Linked DNA regions of Sus scrofa: region 1 is linked to region 2. The links are chromatin contacts, called in public HiChIP or PLAC-seq maps. All regions are on one chromosome and are shown on one strand. The core of a region is the stretch at or near the end of the contact, and the rest is flanking DNA. Distances in the headings are between cores, read along the strand shown.

The links. HiChIP or PLAC-seq counts read pairs in DNA pulled down with a chosen protein or histone mark.
Region 1: an H3K27ac HiChIP or PLAC-seq map of alveolar macrophages shows a contact between it and region 2. The contact joins two enhancer-like sites. A contact is called at or near these places in 6 of 47 Hi-C or Micro-C datasets (embryonic fibroblasts, fibroblasts, liver and 2 more) and 1 of 2 datasets of contacts at active chromatin or transcription factors (alveolar macrophages).

Annotation. Positions count from the first base shown.
Region 1 is chr13:151,547,177-151,552,255 of Sscrofa11.1, reverse strand. All of the region lies in intron 2 of LOC106505815 (a long non-coding RNA gene), which reads right to left. LOC106505816 (a long non-coding RNA gene) reads left to right here. Exons shown (of 3, transcript XR_001300590.2): 2 at 1,481-1,617; 3 at 4,805-5,079. Among named protein-coding and RNA genes, the nearest start is that of CD47, 120 kb to the right of the region's middle. Within about 2 kb of position 2,750, at least 16 of the 83 cell types and tissues checked have an H3K27ac peak or open chromatin away from gene starts, as enhancers often do. A contact at or near this core is called in alveolar macrophages, where this site is marked.
Region 2 is chr13:151,446,324-151,451,650 of Sscrofa11.1, reverse strand. It overlaps CD47 (CD47 molecule), which reads right to left. Exons shown (of 9, transcript NM_213982.1): 3 at 1-73. Among named protein-coding and RNA genes, the nearest start is that of CD47, 20 kb to the right of the region's middle. Within about 2 kb of position 2,625, at least 3 of the 83 cell types and tissues checked have an H3K27ac peak or open chromatin away from gene starts, as enhancers often do. A contact at or near this core is called in alveolar macrophages, where this site is marked.

The sequences.
Region 1 (5,079 bases), core at 1,501-4,000, 100 kb before region 2:
TACTTAAATGTATGATTGCAGTTTCTATTACCACTGTGGGCCACACAGCTAAACCAAATTTTCTGCAGGTCTGTAGTCGAGTCCATTTGCTTTTACACTGAATTCTAGAGAACACTGAGCTTGAGCAGAGGTGACTCAGGTTCCCCAGAGGTGGAGGTGAGCTAGCTCTGCAAAGTGCAGGGGGCAAAGGCCCATCAGAAAGGATTCCCCACATTTTTTCATCAGAACCTTGTCGCTTTCATCCATTTCACATCCTAGAATCCTAGATGAGTTCTCATTTAAAGTCTGGGTTCTGAAGTTTTCTTTTAATTTTTCGGGAGTCACATGGCTGGGACTTTAAATTCTCAGTAGTGTCAAAGCCCTTGGTATTTCCAAGGGCGTGTAAATGGCTGTGTTGGTGATGTTGTCTGTGATGGCAACAGAATCTTGAGCTTTTCCTGCATGAGGACAAGCAGAGATGGGCTGTTAATAATGAGGGGGGTCTGGGTTCACTGTGTTATTTCTCCATGGTTGAGTTCATTCTAGGAATCGGAGGCCCACTGTGCTCTCGGATTGTCTACCTGTCTCCTGGAGGCCAAGCATCAGGCATTTGCAATCAGCTCACCTTCTTGGGGCGAGCTCTGTTTGACTCCCACAAAGCCCTTTCAAATTGATTCATTAATTCTGAACACTAATGAGAATGCAATGGAGACCTTCCTACTCATTCCAAAAGATCCAAGCAAAACATAATTTCATGCCATCATTTATTGCCTCAGAACTTTAGTTTCTGCCCTGTAAGTCTGCTGGATAAAGTTCAAACTCTTTAGCCTGGCTTCTGGGCTGACCTAATGCACCTTCTTTCTCATACTCCTCCAAAGCAAACTCTGTGATAGAGCAGGTAAGTTTGATCAGCATCCTCCATGTGATATAACCCTCATCCTCTCTGCCTTTCCAAAATGGATTTCTTTTTTTTTTTTTTTTTTTTGCTTTTTAGGGCCGAACCCCTGGCACATGGAGGTTCCCAGGATGGGGTTTGAATAGGAGCTGCAGCTGCCGGCCTACATCACAACCATAGCAACGCAGGATACAAAATGGATTTCTTTTTAAAGATCCATCCCTGGCCCCTCTTCGGTGCTGAGCCTTTGCTTTTTTTTTTTTTTTTTTTTTTTTGCTTTTTAGGGCCGCGCCCATGGCATATGGAGGTTCCCAGGCTAGGAGTCGAATTGGAGATACAGCTGCCAGCCTACACCACAGCCACGCCAGATCCAAGCCTGTCTATGACCTACACCACAGCTCACGGCAACGCCGGATCCTTAACCCACTGAGTGAAGCCAGGGATTGAACCCAAAATCTCATGGTTCCTAGTCGGATTTGTTTCCACCACGCCAGGATGGGAGCTCCATGAGCCTTCTCTTGACTACTCAAAACTGCTGCCTTCTTTGATCTACAACTGTGTGTTCTGTCTGCTTTGCTCACTGAGGCCATTATTCTGTGATGTCAGTTCCAGGAGAAAAGGGACGATGAATTAGAGGCACCAGCAAGGAAGGTCACTTGCAAGTTACCAAGACAAGATCCTGAAGAGTGGCATCTGACCCAGAGAGTTGGAGTACTGCTAACCAGACTCTCTCAGCACCCTGTGTAAGTCAGGATACTCATTATAAAAAAGACGAGGCCAAGCACATAAGCAGAACACGAGGGCCCCCTATCCTGGGTCCTTCGCCCCCTCCATCAAATGTCAGGAAAGCTTAATTGGTCATTAGGAGGCTGACTAAAACTTTCAGCAGAAGGAAAATAGCCTTGTGGACTATTTAATATGGGTTACAGTGAGAACTAGTTACACCCCCTTGCTCCCTAGCAGGAATGGAGACCCTACTGACCAGATACTCCGGCCCCTAAATTCAGTGTCTCTCTATTGTATATTGTCATCAACAGTGAAAATACCTGCTTCTCTTTTTACCCATTTTTCTAAGCTCACAAGACTTAGTTTTTCCCTTCTGTGACTCATTAATTTTATCCTTTTATTCAAGAAATATTTGTTGAACATGATTTACCATGTGCCAAGTTCTAGGAATGTAAAAGTGAACAATACCCTGGATACTTCCACACCACTGGCTTTACCACAAACAAGTTTCGATAAAAATCTAAAAACCCTTCTTTCTTTTTAAGGTGACTTTGGTATATTTAATCTGATCCATTTAGGCCTTAATACCAGAATTCTGTGTAGCACTATTACCTGACTTTCCTGAATAGCTTATTGCTTCAGCAGTATCTTAACTTCCCAGAAGGCCTAGAATAACTGAGTATTTCTCACATATCCCTTATAGTGTGTAGGGTATGCCGTGCACACAGCAGGAATGAAATATTTGCCTCTTTAAAGAGATACCATGTTTCCTACTAGCCATAAGGGAAGAAGGGAGGCAGTTTTACTTAGTTTTACTTCAGAAATTCCCCAACCAATGGACCACATAGTAAACCCAGCCAGCAGACATGTTTTATTTGGTCTACTCACTGCTGTTTTTTTTTTTAATTGAGCCAACGTTTGAAAAATTGAGATCTTTCATACACACACACACACACACACACACACACACACACACACCCTAGAATTCCAAGCGCCTTTGGATATTCAGCTTCCTTTGAAAAATTGGAAGACCTGCAACTCTTGGCTTCATACCCACTGAGCAAAAGCGCTGGCCTGAAAGTACATAGAACATTCAGATCAGCCGTCCCACTAGGCCGCAGTCCCTGTCACTCTGTGTTTCATCACACTTGGCCTGTCTCACTTGCATAACAGCCGAATCCTGAGGCCTTTGAATCCGTGACCTCTGTTTTACATGAAGCTGGAATATTGGGAAAGGGGAGAGGAAATAGCCCCCTCTACCCACTGAAAGAGAACAACTCTGTGCCAAGCCCGAGTTTCCTGGCGCTCCGGAGATGAGAAGAGACTGGCCGCCAGGCCTGTACCTTGGCTCTCGGCCTTCTTTCCCATTGGTCTTCTCTGGAATGTGGGTGCTTCCTGCTGGGGCGCCTACTGGGGCTCCAAATGGCCGTCTCATTGAATCCAAGCTCTCTGCCTCTGAAGCCCTTCTCCAGCACAGGCTGGACCCAACCTCAGCAGTGTTTTGGCTCCATGCTAACTGACACGACTACCCTCTAATCCTGCCAAGGCAATCTGCTAGCCTTGCTGTCCCCTCCCCTATGCGTGTCTTTCACATTCACTCTTCAGGCATTAGGGAGTGGAAGAGTGATTGGAAGAAAGGGAAAAAAAAAGGGGAGGAAAAAAGAGGAAGGAAGAGAGAAAGAGAGGAAACATTTGGAGAGGGAGTTTTATATATTCCATTCTATTTCGTCTCAAATCCTGTCCACAAAGATTTTAGTGGTGTGTGGGTGCACTTGTGTTCGTATATGGTGTGTACATGCTGTGTATGTGTGTGTGCAAATAGCTCTGCAACTATTATTCACGCTAGAAAACAAAAAGTAATACGAATATTGAACTTGTAACACAAATGACAGCCATTGTGCAAGAGCAAGCTGCTTTCCTGTCAAGACACCAAGTGTGTGAGAGCCTACATGGGTGCATATAGGAATATTCACGCACATGTGCTCATACATGCATAGGCATTTCTCTTTTTTTATATTAAAAATTAACTGCTTGCTTGTGTAGAAAACTTGGAGATAAAATTGGAAAAAAGAAAGGACTAAAACTTGAACATAATCTTATCACTCAAAGTTAGTTTTTAATCTATTTTCTCTTTCTATGCATAATACATATTTTATATAGCTGAGTTTATATTGCATATAAAGTTTACTAGCTTGTTTTTCCCCCTCTTAAAATTATGTCATAGACATATACCAATGATATAAAATACTCTTTATAACTATCATTTTAATAGTTCCATTACATCCATAGTATGGATTTTCATAAGTTACCTAACCAAGCTCTAATTTTTGAGCATCTGAACTGTTAGGAATTTTTCACCTTTTATAAGTAACATGATAATAAACATCTTCACTCATGGATCTTTGCATTAATTATTATTTGTTTAGGCTGTTTCAAAAAAAGGGAATAACTAGATAAAGAGTAAAAGGGCCTTTAAAATTCTTTTTTTTTTTTTTTTTTGGTCTTTTTAGGGCTGCACCTGTGGCATATGGAGGTTTCCAGGCTAGGGGGCCAATCAGAGCTGTAGATGAGGGCCTAAATCAGAGCCACAGCAATGTGGGATCCAAGCCCCGTCTTCGACCTACACCACAGCTCATGGCAATGCCGGATCCTTAACCCACTGAGTGAAGCCAGGGATCAAACCCACATCCTCCTGGATGCTAATTGGGTTCGTTAACCACTAAGCCAGGACAGGGACTCTGCGCCTTTAAAATTATTGAGTTAGCTATTGTTAAATTGCTTTCCTAAAGGTGGTACTACTTTATCTTCTCAACACCCTTATTTGAAAGCAGGCACCAGAAAGCTCACAGAAATTTTCAATTAGATACACCGAGCTAAGATGCCTAACAATACACAAAGGACTTATTTCATTATATAATTTATGAATGTCAACAGAATATATCATTTGAGAATATCAAATGTTGCCTCTAAACATAGGTTATACATAAGGGCCCAGCTCTGAGAACCCCCACTTCCGAGGTAATGAGCATTAAGCTAAAATACCTTTGTTTAGCTCACAGGAAACATCCCGACCAGGCTCACCTGTGAATGACTGCAGGCGGGGAAGAAATCCAGTCTTTCTAAAATAAAAGAGCATGTCTCTGGTTTGCTCCCAGATACAGCTCCAGAATCTTCACCCCTCTCTAAGTCCCCCTTTCATTCCAGGCCAGACCGGCAGCACGTCACACAAGTGACAGTGAAAGAAGTGACATAGTCTCTGCTACTGCCCACAGTACGACTGGCCAGAGGTCGCTGTCCCTCACCTCACTGCCGCAGAAGCCCTTGCACAGCCCGTGGAGCCCCCTTTTCCTCTACCTCCCGCTTCCTTACAAACTCTTTCTATATTTCCAACTTGTCATCAATGTCTTCTCCTTTCCACCCGGAACATTTCTTTTGAAATAAAAGGGGAGAAATATCCCTTCAAAGACTACTTTCAGATT
Region 2 (5,327 bases), core at 1,376-3,875:
CCCCAGAACAGAAGTATAGCCAAAATTGGGAAAATAACAATGAGGATATTTTCATTTGGAGAAAACCATGAAACTGGGAAGAAAGAAGACAAAAATCACAATTAACATTTATTATAATCACTTTAACTCCTGCCAGTGAAGGGTCAACAATACACTTCATTGTGAAAATGGAGAAATAAAAATAATTAATTAAAACTTTAGCCTTAAAACAAATTACATATGTAATCTACTTATATAGCGCATTTTACTTATGAAAAAAGAAACTAGTTGTTTAAGTGTTTTGTATCACATTTTCCCTAACTTCTGATTTGTGGAAGAAGGTAGTGTGGTACAGGAGCTGAAAACAAGGTTCTGCAGCCACAGTGTTTGGCTTTGAAACCCAACCCTAACTTAGAATCTCTGTGACCTTGGACAAAGTATTAACACCTCTCTGCTCTTCAGGGTCCTCAGCTGTTACACTGGTACAGCTTGACTGCTGTGATTATTAAGAGTTAATACATGCAGAGGGCCTAAAGCAAAACTTGGCACTTACCAAGTGCACAGTAAACATTAACTACAATTATTAGTTGTCATTCCTATGGTAAATATCTGTATGTGCAGTGTGCCAGGAATGTACTTTAAACCAACAATGAAGTCTTTCTGCAAAAACTGACTCAGCGTATCAAAGTGAGGAAGTTGTACAACTGGGTACCTTTACCTTATTCTGACTGAAACCAAGATAGATGTGAGCCTTAGCTTTTCTCAAACTTACTCTGGAATAGAAAATATATTTATGAATAACTAGGCTTCAAATGACTGTTTACATGTAAAGTAACACCAGAGATTCTGGGTATTAAGGAAGCTTCTATTAAGTGGATCACAAGTTACCGAGAGAATGAGACTATAACTATACAGTCTATATAAAGGAAACTGTGACATTAAGATATCAAATAAGATTTGTTGAAAACTTTTTTTTTTTTTTTGCTTTTTAGGGCCGCACCCTCCACATATGGAGATTCCCAGGCTAGGGGTCTAATCAGAGCTGTGGCCGCCGGCCTACACCACAGCCACAGCAACACCAGATCCAAGCTGCGCTGGTGACCTACACTACAGCTCACGGCAACTCCAGATCCTTAACCCACTGAGCGAGGCCAGGGATTGAACCCGCAACCTCATGGTTCCTAGTCGGATTCATTTCTACTGCACCACGATGGGAACTCCTGTTGAGAACTTTTTAAAAATTAAGTTTAATTGCCTCTTATCAACTCTCAAGACCATAATTTTACCTGTGAAATTTCTTCTCTAACAATAAAGCCAAATAAATGCACTGAAAGCATTTCAAAGTTTGCCTATATAGAAGGAAGTCTCTATGTGAAGAACACTTCTAAATGCTGCTCAAACCAAGCACTTGTGTCCCTCTAAAATTAACCCTTTCAAATTTTCCACTGCTCAGACTCCATATCAGCATGTAAGGAACCTCGTGGACTTTCATACAATAATGCCAACCATGCATTTCTTGTGTTAAGATTAGAATGGTAAACTCTGGTAAATGTTCACAATGATCCCTAGACTATAACATTATAAATTCCATCTTTTAGGTATTCCCTTTCCATAATCTGCCATTCTGCCCTACACATAGTGGAGATTCAATTGGTTTATAGCTAAAAGTTCCAAAGGTCATAGGATGAAAGACAGTCTTTTGCAGGGTGGGGAGAGGAATGCTCTCATGGTTGCAGATTTCTACCAAGAGACAGATGTCTTCAGATATTCTGAATTAATACCTTCATTTCCAACTGAACTACTGAGAACCTTCCTATACCAAAGATAACTCATTTCAATTCAGTCTAAAATCCTACCAGGAAAGACCTTCATGAATCACTCTCAGGTTTTCATATCTAATGCCTAAAGGATTTGGTAAAAGCTCTATGATCTAATGACTATTCTTAGGCAACTTATTTTTCTCTGCTTGTTTTATTATTTTGAGTTGTATACATTAACTCTTTAAATTATTCCAATTATTTTATGAGGATTAATTAACCCCTCATCTTTGAGGAAACCGAAGCACAGTGAATTAAAGGTCGCCAGTGCCTTAAACTACCACGTTCCAAACTGACTCTTGACACTCCACGCCCTATGCCTCCACCAATCCCCCCACAGTCTTCCCCATTTCCGTAGCGGTGACTCCATGTCTCCAAAACCCTGGACTCATCCTTGACCCCTTGGTTTCTCTCACTCCCCGACTCTGGGCTGAAAGTAAATCATGTGGTCGCTACCTTCAAAATACAGCCAGGATCTGATGTTGTGTTCCAGAAAGGCTGACAATGAAATGTTCTTGCACTGGTCTCCCTCTATATACAATGGGACATCTTCAACAGTCTTAGGATATATTAATAGCAATCTATGAGTGAAAATAAGAGTGTATTTGACCGGGTCTGAGCACTCATTTCTCACTTATTACACAAATATGTATTGAAAGACCACTAAGGGTAGGGTGCTTTTCTAAGTATCTGGGGTTCAAAATTGAATAAGCCAGTTGGGGCCATGAGCTTGAGGAGGGAGAGAGGTTGAAGAACAGCCTCTTGTGGGTAGTAAAGAGAGGCCTCTGGGGAGAGGAACTGGCTCTGAGCCTCAGATTGGAGGAGCTTGTCATGTGAAGAGAGGGAAGAAGATACAAGGAAGGAACTGCAAGTTTGAGAACTGAACGATTCACAAGGGGAGTGTGGCTAGAATTTAATGATAGCAGATGAGATGGAAAGAGTTTGCTGGGGTTAAGATCATGTTGAGTCTTAAGAGTTAAGGAAGCCTGGGGAGTTCCTGCTGTAGCTCAGCGGGTTACGAACCCAACTAGTATCTGTGAGGATGTGGGTTCAACCCTTGGCCTTGCTCACAGGGTTGGGGATCTGGTATTGCCATAAGATGTGGTGTAGGTTGCAGATGTGGTTTGGATCTGGTGTTGCTGTGGCTATGGCCGGCAGCTGTAGTTTCAATTCGTCCCCTAGGTTGGGAACTTCCATATGCCACCACTGTGGCTCTAAAAAAATAAAATAAAATAAAAAAGCAAAGAAAAAAGAAAGCAAGCTTGGATATTTTATTCTACAAGCGATGACAAGTAATCAGAAGGCCTCAAATAGGGAAGAAAAATGACCTAGTTTCTTTAAACTCTTCTTTGGCAGCTATGAAGGGAATGGATTACAGAGAAGCAGGATCTATCAGAAAAGGTAGTGCAGAATCAGGCAGTAGCAGGAAAGTTAGGACATGGCCCACAAATGCAGTCCTGAGTTCAGTTTTACTTATCACATTTAAAGACATAACAGGGAAATTGTTTCAAAGGAAAGTGACTAGAATGGGGATCCTGAAACCGTGAGCAACGGTGGAAAGAACTGGGGATTTTTACCTTAGAGGAGAATAAACTTGGAAGAGAAATACCACAGCCCTCCTAGTGAGTGAGAAATTACAGGGTTGCAAGTTTTAGCTTGACTCTAGGAAGAATGGGAACTGCCCGATAATAGACTAAAATCCTTTGGGAAGTAACAGTCTCATCACGTCAAGTGTTTAAGTCTAGCGTTTACGTAAAAAGTTTGAATGACCAACTACCTGGAGTGTGAGAGAGCCAATTCATGGTTTAGATGGGGATACAGACTAGATGACTAATAGCTGACTCTACACCTCTATGTAGAAATAATAGTGAGAGATATTTCAGTGACAGAGGGTGAAATTACAGAACAAAAATTATTGTCTAAGTGATTCTTCACTGGAGCTTATCAGAATTTCAGAATTAAACTTCACATACTCTCCCCTCTCAGCTTCTACCCCAGTGATTTTGTGGGGGGTAGGTGGGGAGGGGAGGGCAGTATCCATGATTCTCTCAGTTTAAATTCACTGCTGCAGCTCCCTGCTATAATCTATCTTCTCTCACTGACATGAACAATTTGTTACAGTAGGAAAAGTTTGAGGATAACTGAATTGGATATTCAAGTATTGGATGAGATACTGGAGAAAAACACAAAGTTTTATACAAAACTATGTATATGGTTTTAAGCTACTGATTTGTTATGGTAGTATTGTCAGATGATTAACTTTTGTCTCCCTAGGGGAGAGGGAGACAAGAACTTCTCTAAGGTTCCTTTTAGTTCCAAGCTTCGATGGCACTGCAAAAATAAAGTTTAAAATGGACTAAGTACAATAGCAGATATTTCTCCACCTCAGGATTAAGAAAGATGATCCAAGGACATCTTACTCTTACTCCACCAAAGCTATCGCTGACAACCATGTCCATTACTCTCCAATTCCTGGTCAGGTAGAGCGGCTCCCAGGAAAATAAACTCCTGAGGTGAGAGGCAAAGAAGATGTGGCTTATGGGTAAGTGCTGAAATTTTGCTTCCAAGTCTAAATATTATAGAAACCCAGGATCTCATTTCTCTTATCTCTGTGTACAAAATGGGATGGCCTGAAAGAGCCAGTAAATCACTCTAATCAACTGAGTGTGCCTCTTTTTCAAATACATACATGGGTAACCTCTACACAGAGACTATATTTCCATAAAAGAAGATCACAATAAAATTTCTGACACTAAAATTCAAGCTGCAATTTTCTTGATGCTTCAGGATTGTGATGGGGTTTTTTAAATATACTGACTTGGCTAGGATATAGTCCCCAATTATTTAATCAAAGCCAGAATTCTAAGATGGCCCCCTCAAACCCTGCCACCACCACCCCCACCCCACCCCCTCCACCCCCTCCATCAGCTTTTTATAATTCCCTCCCCTTGAAGGGGGATGGGGTATGAAGAGGAAAGATTTCACTCCCACGATTACGTTGTGTCATGTGGCAAAAGGGATTTTGCTGAATGCAATTAAGGTCCCAAATCAGTTGACTTTGAGAAAGGGTGATCATTCTTTTTTTTTTTTAATTTCAGTGAAAACAATATCTTAAGAGAATAACTGGAATTATGACTGTTGACATTATATTAGAACATGAGATTTTAAAAATTCGTACACTTTCTGGAACACTTAAATTAATAACCTGCATGGATACAAATACAACCTAAGAAGGTTTATCATCACTTATTTGACAATGCTTTCTTTGTAACTTAATATACCTAATAAACATAATTAGTTTAACATCTCTCTTTTACAGGGTCAGAGGCAAATCCTTTGAAATTTTCTAAGAATCCTATGGGAAATCTCAAAGTTCTTTGAGGTCAAAAAGTGTTCATTTGGAATTTTATTTGGGGAGGTTGTTAAAATGTCAAAAGATTTGAACATTTGACTGAATAGGATCACAGATTATTAAAAAATAACACTTAATTATCTATTTAACCAGTATGATAATAGAATATATTAAAGGCA